Regions from separate parts of the Mus musculus genome. Here all the other regions are linked to region 2. Evidence: chromatin contacts called from public HiChIP or PLAC-seq data. All regions are on one chromosome and are shown on one strand. Each heading gives the region's core, a stretch centred on a gene start, on an enhancer-like site or on the middle of the called end of the contact. The rest is flanking DNA. Distances are from core to core; before and after follow the strand shown.

Region 1 (4,018 bases), core at 705-3,204, 160 kb before region 2:
CATATAAATAGATAGAAATTAATTTAAATCATATAAAAACAAAAGATGTTTTTGAGGGTAGTTGCTAGCATCCTCATACACTATAGCCATGCTTTTCTTGGTGCTCTCTGGAATGGCTGATACAGAGGCTAAATGCAGAGGCAGGATTAGAGTTTATACTTTAATAGACAGTAGATTGTAAAAGTGGGGATAACTTGTTCCACTTTGTTTAATTTACTGTGTGTGCATAGGTGTGCTCAGAGGGCCTTTTACTCTTTTTACAGTTTTAATATGGTTTCAGTGATTAAACTCATGTCACCAACTTAATAGGACAAGGACATTTACTGGCTAAGTCATTTCCTGGGTCCCAATTGGTTATTTACATGCTAGAGTTTTCCACTGTAAATTAATTTCCTTCCTTCCTTCCTTCCTTCCTTCTTCCTTCCTTCCTTCCTTCCTTCCTTTCTTTCTTTCTTTCTTTCTTTCAAAGATTTATTTATTTTTTATATGTAAATACACTGTAGCTGTCTTCAGACACTCCAGAAGAGGGCATCAGATTTCGTTACGGATGGTTGTGAGCCACCATGTGGTTGCTGGGATTTGAACTCGGGACCTTTGGAAGAGCAGTCGGCACTCTTAACCACTGAGCCATCTCACCAGCCCCTGTAAACTTCTTTCTAAAGTGTACACTTGTGTTTCAGTGTGCTCAAGAGTATAAGCATCTTCCTGAATCTCTTTATCCACACACTTACAATCCCAAAATGAGTTTGGACATCAACACAGTGCAAGATGGGCGGCTCTGTAACAGCCGGGCACCCTTGGCAGTTTCTGCATCTAAGGATGATGGGGTAGGTGGTGTGGACAGTGAGCCCCTCCCAAGCTGCATGTAGATGTCTGTGAAACTTTATGCAGTGAACTTCGTTTGAGAAGTTGTCATTTTTCTCTTTGAATAGCCAGATCATCTGTCTGTAGAAGGAAATGAGACAAACACTATGGGCACAAATGACAAAGAGTCACCTCTGTTGAATGGGAGTGGAAGAGATGACTGTAAAGGAGGTAAGACACTTGTCACTTTTTACCCCTTACTCTCACGCCATGGCCTCCCAAGACAGGGTTTCTCTGAGTGGTTCTGGAACTGACTCTGTAGACCAGGCTGGCCTCAAACCCAGAGATCTGCCTTCTTCTTTCCAAGTGCTGGGATTAAAGGCCTGCGCCACCACACTCAAGTGCACTTTTTACTTTTGACAACGTTTGTTTTGACTTACAGTCCCAGCTGTATTTTACCACTAATAGAAGAACTGGGATGGCCTTCCAGCTTTGCAGCCAAACACTGACTTCTCTCCACAAAACCCTAGAGAGGTGTCTTCTTCCAGTCTGAGTCAGCTGCTCATTCTCCTGCAGCTTCGCATCAATGAGGAGCTGTGCCCACTGCAGGAGCACTTGGAATTTCTCTTTGCAGTCACAGCTTGACTGTTCAGCAGAAGAGCCTTTTGACCTAACTTGACTTTCATGCATGCCTTTGTCACTTGCCTTAGTCACTGCTAGCTTTACTTTAGAGCTAGAGAGAGGAGTGTGACTCTTCTCTTCACTTGAACACTAAGCCACTGTAGGATGTTAATTGAGCTAATTTTAGAACTGTTGTTTCTTAGGGATTGCGGAAGTCCTTGGAAGGAAAGAGAGGAGGAACAACCAGTCAGCATATACAGCTTTTATCTGTAGCTTTTGTGTAGATATGGTTCACACAGAATCATTTGGAAGAGTTGGACAATTGTTAATATATGGTTGCTACAGCTCTCCATTTGCAAAAAAAAAAAAAGAAAGAAAAAAAAGCAATGTTTTAGTGTAGCTGGAGCTGAGAAATATATAGTAAAGGGTACATTTTTAGCTCAAACAGCCTTAGAAAATGAAAGCCCAAGCTTGATTGGTTTGGACTCTGATGAAGACCTGGCTACATCCTATCATGTCACTATCAGAAAGGGAAAGAGTGCAAGTGGGTGTCACCACATGAAAGACTGCAAGCAAGTTAGACCAGGCTCACTGTTGTCATAGCAACCCACAACAAAACTAGCCTGAGTTCCCCCTGAAAACTGCATTACTTCTGGGGTGGTGTTGCTAATGACCCAACCCCCTTAGACTAGATCTCACTCTTAAGGAGTCTCCTTACTATACCACACCACACACAGGAGGGTGTGCACTCAAGCCAGAGAAGAGTGTCTGGGAAACAGGGGCTGCTCCAGTCCTGGGTTTTATTTGCTGGTGTAGTGTGTGGCTTCTGTCCTGCTTTATTTTGCTGTTTCCTGTTCAGTGTCACTAGCAGTTATTTTGAATTTCTTGCTATTACAGATAGTGCTGTGCTGATTACCTTACTTAGATGTGTTACTCTCTGACTTCTCCTTATTCAGCCTGCCTACTAGAACTTGCTTTCTGACTTAACTGTTCCATTCTGTTTATTTCAAAAATGCCTACATGGTATCTACTTCAGTGTCTATAATGGGAAGGAAAGACAAAGACGTTGTGGTGTGTTCTTTCAAGGATTAGTGAAAGCTCGGCTAGTGCTTTACAGCAGCAATCCCAGGCTTGCTGCTGAGGCAGGAGGGCATTCAAGGCCAGCATGAGCTATGTGGCAAGATCCAAAGCAAATGGACAGACAGCTATACATACAAATGACTGTGAATCTCTGTAGTATGCATCCATGAGAAAGGGTCAGACACGAGCAGGGAGCTCCTCAAAGGAGCAAGTTTTCCTCCAAGGGAGTCTTCATCGCTTCAGAAACAGTCCTCATGGCCGCCTTTGTGTTTTGTGACATTTTAGCCTTGTATTCCTGTATAAATGTTCAGTAAATGGCAATTCTTTGTTCAGCTAGATCTAGACAAAATAGTGTAAGATATGATTGACAAGAGAAGTTAGTAACTGTGGTAATGCTTGCCTGTAATCCCAGAACCCTAGAGACTGAGGCAGGGATTACAATGGGAGGTCAGCCTGGCCACACAATCAGATCTATCTTCACACCAGCAAGGTGGAACGGGGGGGCACATCTTTCTTGATTGATATCGATTACTCTGTTTCTAGCTCTGACCCAGGCCTTGGAGATGAGAGAGAACTTCCAGAAGCAGCTGCAAGAGATCATGTCAGCCACCTGCATTGTGAAGACGCCTGCCCAGAAGACTTGCATGTCAAGAAGCAGCTGTAACAGCGCCTCTTCAACTCCTGACAGCGCTCGCTCTGTGCGGAGCGGACGAAGCCGAGTCCTGGAGGCACTCAGGTTTGTGCGCTGTGTTGTTTGCATAAAAGCCCCTGGTAACTTAGGTTGGTGGGTTAGGCTCTTTTTGTTGTTTTTGTTTTTCGAGATAGGGTTACTTTGTGTAGTCCTGGCTGTCCTGGAATTCTGGAATTTGCTCTGCATACCAGGCTGGCCTTGAACTCAAAGATTCATCTGCTTCTGCCTCCCAAATACTAGCAATAAAAGGTTTGTGCCACCACACAGGACTTTAATTTTCTTTTCTTTTCTTTCTTTCTTTTTTTTATTTTAAATAAAGTGGAAATTAGAATATTGAGACCAGTGAAGGGGTTTGTGTTGGCGCTTTGTTTAACTCAAACAGTATGCATTATATCCCACTGTCATCTGGGGTTTTGTGTATTGCTGCTGAGTTTTTTGTCTTGTTGCTCAAGCAGTTGTGAGTTCTTACTTTGAAGTATGTGATTTTAGGTGCACTTTTCCACTTGACGTAAAATCCGGGAGCAGTCAGTCCTCTCTGTCACTTAGTGTTAGCACTAGACAGTGAGGACACAGAGTACTTCAACTTTAAACAGCTTTTTTATTATCTTGTGTTTGAGTGTGATATGTGGGCGTGAAGACATGCATGCCATAGCACCCATGTCGAGGTCAGAGGACAGCCTGTGGATGTCACTCCACCCTTTCCTCACTTTTTATTTCTTACTTGAAGTGTGTGTACGTTTTTCCTCTGTGTTCTAGGAAAGGTGCCACAGTTCTTAATGCAGTATAACTTAAGCTCATTGAAATTACTGTATTTTTCTTTGT
Region 2 (4,280 bases), core at 1,530-4,029:
AGGCCACTCTGCCAAGGCGTGCCTACTGCTATGTCCGAGTTCGTAATGCCCCTGACTGGAAGCCCGAGCCTGTGTAAGGTGCAGAAATCCTATGTAATGTGTGGGAGGCTCTGTGGCTTGAATCCACTTCTCTTGGGAACTTCCCAGCCTTTGCAGAAAGAGACTCTGGGCTCTGTGACTGTGACAGTCTCAAGGTTAATGCTCTAGTTGTGTTTAGAACTATAACTTCACTATTCTGACCTTTCGTCCAAGAGATAGGAGTCTAATATGCTCTCAGCGCAACATAGTTTACAGGCCTCTTCAACCGGCACAGCCACTGTGAGAGAAAGACATGAGTGTTCTTCCACCCACAGAAGTAACTGAAGGTCACTGAAGTTGATCAAGATCACCCCAGCTAATTACACCACCAGGACCACGGGTTGTGGTAATCTTCAAGTAGGTGTTGATTGTCTCCCGTTACTCTGAACACTAGAGGGAACACACAGTTCGGCCTTAGAAGCCCTCTGTCAGCTGCACGGTGAGTACAAGGTGTGAGCCACTTAACCATTTAGTTAAAGAATCAACCGCTCCATGTTTCCAAAGGCAACAGCCACTGAGACCCTATGAGGAATGAGTGGGGGGCTCCCTCTGTCCATAGTTCTAGAACAGCCCTGAGAGTTAAGCAAGCTCTCGTGGGTTTCCCAGTAACGAATCTTCTGTGACTTATCAGATGAGAGATAGATAGATAGAAGGATCACTGGTATGAAGCCGGAACCCTGCGTACTCTGTTCACTCGACAGGACTCCGTGGGCTCTGAGAAGTGATCAAAGCCCCACAGGTTCCCCCAGAAGATCCAACCTTTCCAAATACCTGCTGCATTGCCAACTGCCGGGCCAGAATCCACACGGGATGAGTGGCAGCCACCCCTCCTCTCTGCTGTCTCTTGAGCCCCTTCCCTGCGGCAAACCCTGATTGAAGACCCTCCATGCACTGGCTCTGATTTTCAAAGGTCTAGGGGGCAAGCATTGCAAGTGTGTGGAGATACGCTGCCGAAACCCTGCTGCCCCTTCAGATTTACCACCATCCCTGACACCTGCCCCAGGACGGACTACCGCAGGGCCGACAGAGCATGCACAGTCTCTTGGGATCCCTCTACAGCTCAAGGCTTCCACCAACCCAGCAGAAACACGCAGACGTTGTTCCACCTCCTTTATCTCCCATCTCCTTCTGTGTCTCAGGGCCTGCATGGCTGCGTAGGGCTTGCCTCGCTCACTCCAGCTCTCCCTGGGTGGTATTTTATAGTACAGCTGCCTGGCATGCCTGATTCCATCTTGGCATCTGCCCTTTGAAGGACCTGAACTCACACAGCAGACGTCTCTCTCATCCCAGAGAAGAGGAAGCGGAGGACCGCTGGCGAAGTTCACAGTCAAGGGCGGCCAGGGCTGGGTTGTGGGCAGGCGTGTTTGATTCCACAAGCTGGTTTTAGCACTTCAGGGCACTCCATAAAGGATTAAACTGACAGAAGACAGGGACTGGGTAGTTTTCAGCTCTTATGTCCTGGTTATAAGGCCACAACTAAGAGGGTTTAGTGCCCAGCTCCTCACCTTAGCATGTGGGGGTTAGAAGTCTAGCAGGGGGATACTACCTTACAGTCCAGAGATAGCTATAGTTTAGCTTGAGTGGGTCATGGCCAGAGTGACAATTTAAGGAGAGTCCTGCCTTCTCCCCACCACCTCCTCCCATTGGTCCATAATTCCAAAGAGACTACCCACCTAACTACACTTCCTTTTGCGACAATCTTTTTCTGCTTCATAGTAAGAACCAGTCTAACCCAGGTTTTCTTTCTTTTTTTTTTCCTGAATAATCACATCATTTATTTCTTTTTCTTTTTTTAAAATTACGTATTTTCCTCATTTACATTTCCAATGCTATCCCAAAAGTCCCCCATACCCTCCCACCCACCCACCCCCACTTTTTGGCCCTGGCGTTCCCCTGTACTGGGGCATATAAAGTTTGCAAGTCCAATGGGCCTCTCTTTCCAGTGATGGCCGACTAGGCCATCTTTTGATACATATGCAGCTAGAGTCAAGAGCTCCGGGGTACTGGTTAGTTCATAATGTTGTTCCACCTATAGGGTTGCAGATCCCTTTAGCTCCTTGGATACTTTCTCTAGCTCCTCCATTGGGGGCCCTGTGATCCATCCAATAGCTGACTGTGAGCATCCACTTCTGTGTTTGCTAGGCCCCGGCATAGTCTCACAAGAGACAGCTATATCTGGGTCCTTTCAGCAAAATCTTGCTAGTGTATGCAATTAACCCAGGTTTTCTTATGTGGTAATTAAAAAGCCATGTAAGTCCTACACACACACACACACATACACACACTCTGCATATACAGGCACATGTTTATGCTTGTATTCATGGTTAACATTCACTGGACAATGAGCAGAGCTAAGAATTATGGGTCCTAAAACACCCCTTGGAATATTGAATTAATGGTCCAGAGCCTGGAGAAAACCTTGCTCTGGGGCGAGTATCAAGGCCAGGGAGTGGCTCTCCTCTGTCCTATCAGGCTGAACTTGCACTGGTGATGCAGCACATCTGTCTCTGCTCTGGTTTCCTTATCTAACCCTCCCTAAAGCTCCATCTTCTCCCAGATGAGGCTGGGAGAAAACACCCCACAGTGTGAGACAGGCCAAGGGAGCTCAGCAGAGCCTCCACATGGTTCTGTGAAAACCCAGAGCACACACTGGTGAGTAATGACCACTGGCAGGCCCGAGGCTTAAGAGGAGGCAGCAGGACCTGTGCATCCTGATGGTGGCAGCAGAGACCAGCGCAGCAGCCACATGGCTCCTGGCCCTCGCTCCTAGTGGCCTGGAGCCAGTCAATTTTAGTTCTCTTCTGAAGCAGAGTTGGCAGCAAGTATCTGGCAGGGCTCAGGAGACTAACCACTCCTCAGCCCTTGTACACTGATGCCCTTCCAGCTATTGGGAGGGTTTGTGACGTGGAAGGCAGGTGAGCTGCTGACCCTCCATTGCTGTGCAGGCTTTGAGTTCAATATACTCCTCTCTCCCTCATTAGAACCAGGGGAATCATGAGCTGGAGAAAGCATAGCACGGGGCAAGCCTCTGCTGCTCTCTGAAACCTGGCTTCTCTCCCAGCCCCTTCGCCAGCGGTGATAAATTCTACACCTGCACTTTGGTACCAGTCTGTCTGCCTGGCAGAGGATGGAGAGTCTGCTGTAAGGTCTGCAGAGGTGCTCTGGGGTACACAGACAGCAGGGAAGGTTGAAACATGAGCCTTCGGACCTGGGAGAGCCCAGCTGGTCTGGTCATTAGATGGAGCAGGACTATGGAAACAGTCCAAACAACACCTAGGGTCCCGAGACCAGACTGATCTAAATACTGATTTAAGTATTTCCTGTATATTTAAGTATAATGGCCAAGGATGACCCATAGGGGCTATGTCTGTGACCAAGGACACAGATTTGATGTGGGGGTAGTCAGGACCCAGGTAGAAACATAAAGGAAGTGGACTCTGTTGTCCCCTTGGGCTATAAAAGGCCAGTGTGGACACAATTAGATCTTTAGAGAGAGTGTACTACCCCTGCCCCCCAGCACCTGAAGGCTCCTCTTACAGCTTCGACTTGTCCTTGGGGAGTAGTTCTAGGCTGTGTCTGCCCTGCCTTGACTGACGTCAGTTTTCTAACTCAACGGTGCGGGTGATGACCAGAGTCTCCTGACACCTCGGTACTGTGTGTCTATTTATGTGTTTATTTTCTTTAGCAAGTGTAGGAACAGAATGATAAGACAATCCTGGGATCCCAACTATAATCGAGGGCGTCCCAACTATAATCGAGGGCGACACGCATGGGAGATTAGAAAGCAGCTACTTCTCACGTGTGACTGTTAATAATTTGCTTACTAATACGTGCTAAGTTTTTTCAATCTCCTTCCTATTTCAGAAGCAGGGATCACAGCCTATGGTCCACTATGCACAGCTGAGATGGATGTACCTAGGAGAGGCACAGCCCCAGGGGGTTTGTCTCTGGATTGCTCCTTGATGTTGCGGTTCTTTCTGAATCTAGCAAGGTGTGAGTGGGTGTGGGGAGACCCTCTCTACCTATAGAGTCTGCTGTCATTGCTTCTTGAGAGACAGCCCACTCTACTGAGTAAGTTTCCTGCACATAAATATGAAGATGAACTTTTGTAAAATATCATTTAAATGGATTAATGATTTCATAGAATTCCTGATTTGATTTAAATAGTTTTAGGAAGTTACGGTAGTTGATAGAATGTTTAA
Region 3 (4,435 bases), core at 1,481-3,980, 200 kb after region 2:
GGCAAAGCTGTCCGTTTAACTATCAGTGATCTGTCCCAACCCCCTACATAAACATAGGAGGTAGCTAATCAGAACCCTGACCACAGTCCAAAGACATTAAGTGGGAAGTGGCTCACAAAGGATGAAAAAGTTTGACGTAAGCCTTGGCTCTTCACCTCATGAACCTAATCTGGTGGCTTGTTACAAGTCACTTGGTTACAACAGTACACAGATTGCCAAGAGTTTGCAGACGACTAGCTTTTCTGAAAAGCGTAAATTATAGTGGGATAAGTAAGATCCATTTGCATGCCAATACGCTCCCTTGGGCGGGAGAGAAAAACCCAGCATAGCATCTGGTCTCCAGAATACAGCCTGCAGCCTGGTTTCTCCCTGTGGCAATCTGTATTTCCCCAAAACAGTTATGGGTAGGGCCTATCCAGACACTCTGCACTGCTCTCTCTCGAGGTGTGGAACCTTCTCCCACTGTCCTGAACCTGAATGGGCTTTGTGATGGCCTCAGGGAACAGAGCGCAACAAGTGATGCTGGCTGTTTTGGTCACCAAAGATGATAATGTCCCTCCCTGCCTGGCTTTCTTCTTCTAGGATCAAGTGTTGAACCAGGGCAGAAGGAGCTGGGTTGCCGGAAGCTGTTTCTCTAGAGGGATCACAAGGAAGCTAGGCTACTCTAGCCCTCCCAGCCCAGGCTGCACACACAGGGTGGGTTAGCTTCACACCAAGCCTGCAGCGCAGCCCGCCCAGAGGATCCTAGTAGAGCAGAGGTGAGCTGTTCCTCTTAGCCCTAAGTCAGACTGCAAGATTCATGAACCCAACAGCCATGACTGCTACTTTGCGACCCTAAGTGTTGGATTGGTTTGTAACAAACCACTAGATAATGAGAACAGAGACTTGTCATAAATAAAGGGTATTGAATGCACATATATGCCCTCATCTGCCCAAAGGAGGAGAAACTTAGAACCAGAAAATATTAAGGCTGCCCAAAACCCCAAATGAGTGTTCTATGAAAGAAGCAAAAGCCACCACTGAAAATTAAATTTAATTTAGGCCTCACTTGCCTTTTGCCACTGACCAACAATGTCAATTAATGGACATGTGATTAACCTGTTATTTGCAAAACCAGTTTCTCTAATACTTTTTGTTGTCATTTGTTTCAAAGAATTGCTGACTGTCTTTGCTTCTCAACAATAGGTACTCAGCTCTATGCCTACCCTTTGCTTCCATGTCCGTCGGCAGCTACAGTTTGCAATCGGGAATTCAGTCGGATCCAATACAGCCACTGGGCTCTACACTGTCATCTGCTACTGTGTGCTAGCAGAAAGTAACCAGACTTTACACATAAATAGAAATCCTGATCCATTTACTGTGTGACCCTAGGCAAAGCGCTCAGCGTTTTGACTCATCTTTAAGATGGAAATAACAGCTATTTATCTTACAGGGTGGCTACAGAATTAAATGGGCCACTGCATAAAAAATATCTATGTGCCTGGCACATAACATGCAATCAACATGTTTCCTTTCCTTAGAGTCCTGGCCAAGTTTTGCACTAGAAGCAGCATGAAGACCCAAGGTTTATTTCAGATAAAAGAAGCCACTGCAGGGAAGCCACACCCCTCCTTCTGGGTGACACTCCAGAGGCCCTGAAGGAGAAAGCTCCAGTCTACACTGGAAAGTTCCACAAGAACAGCTACAGAACCCCCTCTTGCTTTGTTAATTTTAGTTAAGCTGATTTGAGCTAATAACTTTCTCCTTTACTATCATATAACTTGTTTATGTTTTTAATTTTTATCCTTCGGAAATTTCAGCCATGTATACAGTACACCTTATGAAGTTGGCCCCCATCTTCTTCTCCAACTCACTTCTGGGACTCCTATTATATCCCTCTCCCAACCTAGTGACCTTTTATATTTATTTATTATTTATTTTCCCTCTGAGTTCACTTAGAGCTCTCCGATTGCACACTGATGTAGGGTGGGGCAGGAAGGAGCCTGGAAACCTGGTCTGAACTCCATCCCAGTGGCCAAACTCCTAAAGAAAATCTACCCTCCCTCTCGAAGCAATACCAAAACCTCCTCAGCTAGGAGCGGGGCCGCTGGAGCCCCTCCCCACTCCAGCCGTAACAACCACAGCAGCAGAGTTTCTACAGGCCACAGCCTCGTCCCACTCAGCACCCCTCCCCACCCTCTGGCTCTTTCATTCTTCCTTGGGACAGGTTCTCAGCCCGTCGTCCTAGCTGACACGGAACTCATGGTAATCCTCCTGCCTCAGCCTCTCGTGACATGAACCACTAAACTTGGCTTGCTATCTATCATGGATCTTAAAATCAGGAGAGAACTACCTTGTTTTCCTTTGGAGGCTACTGGAAGCCTTTATGCTGGAGAAATATAGGGCTGGTGCTGAGTTACTGACTGCTTAAGGAAGAGAAAGGTCTCAGGAAACCTGTAGGTTTTAAAAATTTGACTGATTGACAGCATAATAAATGTTGTATGGAGAGAACAGAGAACCATCTGAATACTGTTCTTCCATTCAAACTCATTCTGGACTTTGCCAGCCTTCAGTTAACATGACCATAAGACCCCAGGGTCACCCGGCCCTTATTTAACTGTTAAGAAACAGGCCTGAAGCAATTCTATAACTTTCCTGCTGTCACGCCTGACTCTTGTGGTGGGTGGAGTTGGGACTGGCTTCTAAGGTCTCCAGGCTATCTCTGACACGTATCCTGTATCCTGCAGCTTGGCCTTCGGATGGTAATGAGAATCAAGTGCAACATGCATTCCTATTCTGGTTAACTTAAAATGGATAACACATCCCAGACTTATCGCTTAATTTCCAAGCTTGCTTCCTTCCCAAGGGAGGACTGGTTATTATCTTGGACAAGAGCCCACCCTAGGCCAAGGCCTTTGCTCTCTAGACTGGAGAAGCTCTGTCAGAGACTTTTCACTTCGAAACATTCTAAGACAAAGAAGACGAGTTTTATTAACACTCTGATGGATGTTGTCCCTGGCAAGTGGCCATCACCGAACAGGAAATGACAGGCTTCTGTCTTCTATAACCTACTGATGAACAGGGTCGATATTATATTCTATGACAAATGGGTGGGAGCCAAGCAAAACTGCTCGTCAAAAATTCTGTCAGGGCTGCGGGGTAAGTCAGTACTTACCCATCCACAAGAAGCAAGCACGTTGTAACTCCTCCTGTCTAGGGATCAACGATGTCCTTTAAGGTTCAGATAGTCTGATCACAGACTGACTATGTTCAAAGCAAGGTCTGAAGGCCTAAAATATACAAACCCAAGGCAAGGGGCAGAGGAGGCAACCATTTGTATTCAATGGTTATACCTACCTAAATCAACACATTGACTGTGAAAGACAGGCTGTGATCAGGGACCAAACTGGGATTTGAATGTTTGACTGTTGCACTCATGGGAGAAAAAAAAATGAACACCAGATGTAGGAACTGAATCAGTGAGAAAGTTAAGGGGGTCACTGACCCTTGAAGCACACTGAGGTAACGGAAAGGAGGAAGCTCTCCCCAGAGAGGGGGAGGCAACAGGGGGTTGGCACGCTTTTATCTGTAGTGAAGACAATGAGGGTGTATTTGGGAACAAGGGTGGAGAGAGTTGGGGCCACTAGGCAGATAGCTGTGACAGGCCTGTTCTAACACAACTTGATGGGAATTTCCTCCCCAAAGTGTAAACTCCAGAGATCCACACTTAGAAAGCAGGATTCTCCCTCTAGTAGACACCCGGGATGGGTCTCCAGGTCTGAGCAGTGGGGGTGTGGATGAAGGGAGAACGTTTCTCTTGACTGGACTCAGCTGCTCCTGTGTGTGATACCAGAGTCCAGTTCCATGTTAAGTTGAGTCCCGTTTGAAGCTAAATTTAAGTTTAGAAATGGGCTCTTTGGGGTTCATATTTAAGGCTCTTGTTAGGTTTTTATTCACCAGCACTGCTCGAGATTTCAGGGGCTTTAGATAAGAAAGCCATTGTTTAAAAGGTTAGAACCACTGTGTTCTGGCATCTTTGTCAGAGTCATACAAGTCTACGTTATCTGAAGAGTTCAAGGGGAGGCGTTCTTATTGGACGATGCTCTCTCAGTAAATACAAGTTTGGCAGTCAGTCTACAAACGTGCCTCTGATTTGTGGATTGGTATCATCCTGCCTGCTCTTAGTAATTCTGAAGTTGCAAAGACATTGTTGTTCCCCACCACAGAAATTGACTGCTCCCCAAATGATCGTCCCCAAACAACTTTGACTTCTGACCCCGTAAGAATGTAGGCAACACTAGGATGCAAATACTTGATAATAAATATGCTCTTCAGTTTTCTTTTACATGACTTATTCTTCCAGCCAAAACCAACTAAAAAAACAAAGCAAAACAACAACAAAAATCATATATTAAAAGCTGGTCCTCGTTCCATAGGCCTGTTATGTACTAGAAAG

The links. HiChIP or PLAC-seq counts read pairs in DNA pulled down with a chosen protein or histone mark.
Region 1: an H3K27ac HiChIP or PLAC-seq map of heart atrium shows a contact between it and region 2, with 8 read pairs. The contact joins two enhancer-like sites. A contact is called at or near these places in 2 of 115 datasets of contacts at active chromatin or transcription factors (heart atrium and large pre-B cells) and 2 of 9 other capture datasets (adipose tissue and liver).
Region 3: an H3K27ac HiChIP or PLAC-seq map of heart atrium shows a contact between it and region 2, with 6 read pairs. The contact joins two enhancer-like sites. A contact is called at or near these places in 4 of 39 promoter capture datasets (the C10 cell line, hippocampal neurons, pre-B cells and 1 more), 1 of 15 datasets of contacts at CTCF or cohesin (large pre-B cells), 18 of 484 Hi-C or Micro-C datasets (CD8 T cells, the HL-1 cell line, embryonic stem cells and 4 more), 5 of 115 datasets of contacts at active chromatin or transcription factors (astrocytes, embryonic basal ganglia, embryonic stem cells and 2 more) and 1 of 9 other capture datasets (embryonic stem cells).

What each region holds. Positions count from the first base shown.
Region 1 is chr9:103,335,132-103,339,149 of GRCm38.p6, forward strand. Topbp1 (topoisomerase (DNA) II binding protein 1) reads left to right here. Exons shown (of 28, transcript NM_176979.5): 18 at 681-827; 19 at 933-1,035; 20 at 3,049-3,241. Among named protein-coding and RNA genes, the nearest start is that of Cdv3, 29 kb to the right of the region's middle. Within about 2 kb of position 1,955, at least 36 of the 459 cell types and tissues checked have an H3K27ac peak or open chromatin away from gene starts, as enhancers often do. A contact at or near this core is called in heart atrium, where this site is marked.
Region 2 is chr9:103,491,747-103,496,026 of GRCm38.p6, forward strand. The region is part of intron 4 of Tmem108 (transmembrane protein 108); the gene reads right to left. It overlaps Gm16252 (a long non-coding RNA gene), which reads left to right. Exons shown (of 7, transcript XR_003948081.1): 3 at 354-528; 4 at 780-4,149. Among named protein-coding and RNA genes, the nearest start is that of Bfsp2, 14 kb to the left of the region's middle. Within about 2 kb of position 2,780, at least 46 of the 459 cell types and tissues checked have an H3K27ac peak or open chromatin away from gene starts, as enhancers often do. A contact at or near this core is called in heart atrium, where this site is marked.
Region 3 is chr9:103,687,076-103,691,510 of GRCm38.p6, forward strand. The region is part of intron 2 of Tmem108 (transmembrane protein 108); the gene reads right to left. Among named protein-coding and RNA genes, the nearest start is that of Gm46129, 32 kb to the right of the region's middle. Within about 2 kb of position 2,731, at least 6 of the 459 cell types and tissues checked have an H3K27ac peak or open chromatin away from gene starts, as enhancers often do. A contact at or near this core is called in heart atrium, where this site is marked.